Linked DNA regions of Aedes aegypti: region 1 is linked to region 2. Evidence: chromatin contacts called from public Hi-C data. All regions are on one chromosome and are shown on one strand. Each heading gives the region's core, a stretch centred on a gene start, on an enhancer-like site or on the middle of the called end of the contact. The rest is flanking DNA. Distances are from core to core; before and after follow the strand shown. Region 1 overlaps LOC5572006. Region 2 holds the start of LOC5572006.

Region 1 (2,700 bases), core at 139-2,638, 33 kb after region 2:
ATCCGTGGGATCCCAACAATGTCTATCTTTAATCCAACTAGGTACTAATCGGAAACGTAAATACATTACGCCATCGTCGATCCGAGCAAGGGAGGCTTGATTGACATTTAGGTTCCTTACGTAAACCGTAGAATCAAACATTGCTATAATCGCATACACGTGACAACAGAAATTTCCTTTTTTCACAATTCATTCGGAAGTTTTCCCGACCCGTGCACAGAGGGAAAGCTTCTGTCCGCAGCGCAGTAATAACAACCTTGCGATGCTTTCCATAAGCAAACATTCCCGTCGGAACAGATGCATTACGAACGTCACAATGTTTTCGCGTTCCCGACGTATTCCAGAGACATAGATACAAAATAGTTTTTCTCCATGCACTATGGGCGATGAGGAGGCCAAAAATCAATAAAAATGACTTGTTCTGATCAGTTTTCTTCGTGCATCATTTTATAGCATTTATAGTTTCTGTTGAAATATTCCAGGAATATCAGGGCAAGATCATTGGTACGTATCCCTTAGTTAGAATTTGCAAGTAAAATATAGAAAAAGACAATATATTAGTTCAATAGAATATACAGCATTACGATATGTTTTATACCGATCTCTATGAACTGTTTGAAAGCTTACTCAAAAGCTGTCTTAGAACAATAAAATGTAACAATTATTGTTTCTTTGGAATAAATGGCCACCAGACTATATGGAAACCGCCCTTAGTGACATATGGTCAGTGCCAATGGTTATCCAACGTTAACAGCCCCAGTGCAGTTCCACACTCCAGCTATATACACACAGTCATCGAACTCATCCGGTGCTTCGGCGCTAGCTGTAGAATAATGACATGTTTCCCGTCGTTCCCGATTTTTCACATGTGTGGCTTAGGTAACATTTGCGCGCGAGCTACCCTTATCGTGATTTGGCAATCTCTGGATCGCATATGGGATATACTGCGCGGGAAAAATAATCGCTCATTTAATGGCATTGTTTGTTTTGTTTGGTTGTTGGATTGTTGCTTCTCGTAATGAGAGATCATAACTCTGATTTATTCATGCCTCGTTAATGGGACGATAAAACGTACAGTAAAAGTATCGGTTTGTTAGGCAGTTCTGGAAAAAAGTTTAACCTTCAAAGTGACCAGGAGATGAGTTGATTATTTTGAATACTTCGATTTATTTGATTAGATATAGTTATGAAACCATATACGTTTTCTTTTTGGGGCGTACGCACAAGTAAACGTACTGACAAATGTCTTCCATGTCTTGCATCGCTAAAACCCTCAGAAGTCAACCACCTTTTGTTGATGAACTGATCCGCACATCATTCGATTCATTGGAACGGAATTCCTCCATACGACAAAATTGCAGTTGGTGAATCAAACTCGTTGGACACGATCGCGTTTCGAGAATCACAACAGCGGTTTAACGAGAGCTAAAAATGGAAGTGTTAATACACTTATCTATTTAGGAAGCGTCCGTTTTTTCGCACATGCCGGCAATAATAACATATTCATCATCATCGATAAAAGCACGCTAAACCGGTCGCCTTTTAAATTTTCCAGAAATCTCACACGACATTTTTAGGGTACATTAACTATTGTTGGACTCAATTGAGTTTAGAAAAACTTGACTTCAAACCGTATATTGTGATCCAATTAGAAAGCCCTCAGAATGCAGAACTTTCGTGGACCAAGATGTAGAATTGTCAAAATTCAAAATTTGTGATTCATTGGATTTTTTTAACATGCCGTTAAAACGTAACACAAAATTGGTATCAGATTGTTAACGACAAGGGTGAGCATACAAGTGGGTTCACTATTGACAAGTTTCCCTTATATGCGACAGTTGGTTAACTGCAGAGCAAGGCACGCACGTTTGTGTGACCGGTCGACAAAGTATTCGATCGCTTCAGAGCAATCGAGAGCACGCGACTTCTACGATGTGCTAAATGCCATAGACGGCCGGCGACTAGCGAAGACTGGCGCTTGTCTACTAGGCCTAATTAATAACTTTCGTTCTCGATCACTTGCCGTCGTCGTTCGTCCATGTAAGTCAAATGATCTCCTTTGCTGATTAGCTATTTGTAGAATTATATTCTCATCGCACTTGAGGCAGATGTAATTGACGGAATCCGTTACATGGACTTATTTCTATCTAGCAGTGCTTTGCACGCTGGACGGCTGTAGAAAAGCGGTGTTTGTTCTTCTAGAATTCACTACAAACGGTACTATCATCGCATGGTTAGAAATCAAGTTCACTTCAAATAAGGCACGCTCTAATTAACACGTTGACAGTTTAGAGAGGTCTGGAGATGACATTCATGGCGACTTGACCTTAAACATGATGCAAATAAATATTTTGCTTTGCGTAGGAGCCTTCCTTAGTCTAGTGGTTAGAGTTCGCAGCAACAAAGCAAAGCCATGCTGAAGGTGTCTGGGTTCGATTCCCGGTCGTTCCAGGATCTATTCGTAATGGAAATTTCCTTAACAGCCAGGGCATAAAGCATCATCGTTCCTGCCACACGATATACGAATGCGAAAATGGCAAGTTTGGCAAAGAAAGCTCTCAGTCAATAACTGTGTAAGTGCTCATTGAACACTAAGCTGAGAAGCAGGCTCTATGCCAGTGGGGACGTAAAACCAAGAAGAAGAAGAAGAAGAAGAGAATATGTACTGCCAGGGCAAAACGCGCACGTTGCCTAATACTC
Region 2 (2,700 bases), core at 63-2,562:
TTAGATAACTAAAAATGATATTTAGATCGAAAATAAAAATTTGGGTATTAGAGGGTTAATTTACGAACTCCCAATCTAGCAGACACGAATAACTCGCACCTATCTGTGCATACCATGTTTTGGTACCATTAATTGGGTATTTTCAATAGTACATGTATCAAATATGGTATTTAAAAATATTGTTCAAACAATTCCAAAATACCTCATTGTGGTATTCGAAAATAGTTAAGGACTGCTCGAGGTACTGAACTACTATTGACAAATTTCCCCTCTATATTAAAATTCATAATTATTAGGGTATTTCAATACCTGATCCAATTATCAGTTTGTAGAATATGCATGAAATATTATTTGTGGTATATTACCTTAAATGACCATACCTCAATCAGGTATGAAGCATTGGAAATTATATGGTAAGGAATACAATAGCTTGGTATTTAGGAGCAATTTTGTTCTCCTCTGGTAGGAATCCAAAATTGAAAATGTTCACTAAAAATGTTCGGAATTGAATCACCCTAACATAAGCTCAAATGAAGATCCGAAAGTCAATTAAATCGAGTAAGTTCATGGACTTATCCACGGTCTTCTTTTATTGTCGATTTTCTTTTTCTTTTCCGCTCTAAATGCGGGCCGTGTTTACATAAAATGACATCCGGATCAACATCCGGACAACGAATGTTCACCGGATGAACATGAAGTGGATAAATACACAACGAAATCGTTCATTTTTTGTAAACACGGCCCGCAGTAAAAGGTTTTCTTCCCGGTGGAAGAAGCAGCGTGACGTCATCTTAGATTAGTTCATTAAACTTGTCGCGCAACCTTTCCATCGTACTCGAAGCTGTTCATTCAAAGATTAATTCACCTATGAGTGAAAAAAATCAGACTCGTTCACAATATTTATTTCTCTCCCTAAACACGTGACAACGAATTACTTCAAAGTTTTTGATCCTTTAGGCTTGATCCGATACATTTTTTGAAAATAATGTCACTTTTCCTCGGTCAGATAATCGTAAAATTCAAAACAAACGTTCATTCGTTAGCCGGCTCGAGAACGAACGAGAGAGCCCCAATCGTCCGAATTTAAATTGCGAGAGCACTGAAGCACGTGTTTACAGCATCGTGGATACGCGAGAGAGAACGAGCGCGCGCGCCCGGCTCTCGTGAAGACCTCAATCATTGAATCGCGCGCGCACGCGAATGATGATGATGATGACGATAATGATTCGACGCGCAACGTTGATAGTATCCACGCCACTGATGACGACGCCACCGCCTCCGAGCTTCTTAGTATCTAGAAGGCAACGGGTGCGATTTTTTGCTCAGTCTTGCACCGGACGATCGACGACTCAGTTCAGATCCATCAAAGATCTACTGCGCTTCTGAAGTCTAAGGTTTGATTCTTGATACGGTTAGAATTTCGCGCGGGGACTTGGCGGAAGACGGGTGATGCAGTTGAGACAGTCCCGAGTCTACGACAAGATAATAAGCATTCCATCGAAGAAAGTGATTTGTGAGCGGCGTGCTAATCGTTTCGTGATCTAGAGACAAGGAAGGTTGGAATTAGAACGATTGGTGTGCAGTGAGAGTGTAGGGCTGGCCTAGTTAACAGATAGGCAGAAACAATAGACCATTCTATGGAAAGTGGATCGGTGGGGTAGTAATTAACGTTGCCGAGGGTGATCAAGGCCCAAACGAGAGAGGATTTTTGTGGAGAATCGCGGTCAGTAGAAGCAAATCGACGATCAAGTGGACTTTCGCGCGATCTATTATTAGAGTTCGAGTCGAATTCGGGAAAACAACAACTGATCGACGACGACCACGGCTTGTTTTCCTTTGGCAGACCAGCTGATGTGTGAGCCTGTTTGACCCTCCCCCCATCGTCGGTACATTTAGGGGGGCGCGTGTTGTGGTTGTGGTTGTTCCTATTTGCCGATCTTTTCGTAATTACCCAACAAAAAACAAAAGAAGAAAAGCCGGCGGCTGTAAGCACTCGTGAGAAAAGGCGCAATTTCAGCGATTGCCTCTTTTGCTACAATTCGAACTAAGATCCCAATTCAAATCAACAAACCGGACCGGAAGCAAATATCGGAAGCATTCAAAAAATCCATCATGGAGAACGATCCGCAAGCCTTCAACGCAAAACTGGTGAAAGAGTACGAAGGTGAGTAATTATTCAGAGTTCTTCCGAGTTGCTTGGATTCCCCCCTTGGGATCGATTGAAAGTGAATGTTTCAGTTTTGGTACGGTGGTTGCTCAAGAAATGTAAACAACCATATCCACCGAAAACCAACCGAAAAGATGTTGTGGTGTTTTCTTCAGGGATGATTACGGTGGTTGCATGGGCGTAGTCAAGTTTTCCATCAGCTGGGGAGGTTGGTTACATGTAAAGAAACACTATGAAGGACGTCCACTCATTAGCGTAACTAGGCGGGTGCAGGGTACTGTGAGACACAATTCAGATTAACGCTCCTGTTTTTCTTCTTGGCATAAAATAGCTACTTGGACAGAGCCTGCTTAACAGCTTAGTATTCGTTTAAGTACTTTCACAGTAATTTATTGACAATTCTCTTTACCAATTGACCATTTTTGCATTCGTATATCGTGTGGCTAGCAGAAAGTTTCCTTTACAAAAAGATCCTCGACCAGCCGGATTCGAACCGCCGACCGTCAGCTTGGTCTTACTGAATAGTTGCACGT

The links. A called contact is a pair of places that touch in the nucleus more often than the background predicts.
Region 1: a Hi-C map of whole pupa shows a contact between it and region 2, with 1.7 times the contacts expected there. The contact joins the enhancer-like site here to the promoter of LOC5572006 in region 2. A contact is called at or near these places in 2 of 2 Hi-C or Micro-C datasets (whole body and whole pupa).

The regions. Positions count from the first base shown.
Region 1 is chr1:97,656,658-97,659,357 of AaegL5.0, forward strand. The region is part of intron 1 of LOC5572006; the gene reads left to right. Among protein-coding and RNA genes, the nearest start is that of LOC5572006, 33 kb to the left of the region's middle. Within about 2 kb of position 1,389, at least 2 of the 3 cell types and tissues checked have open chromatin away from gene starts, as enhancers often do.
Region 2 is chr1:97,623,504-97,626,203 of AaegL5.0, forward strand. It overlaps LOC5572006, which reads left to right and starts at 1,313. Exons shown (of 3, transcript XM_001660062.2): 1 at 1,313-2,164. The coding sequence starts at 2,113.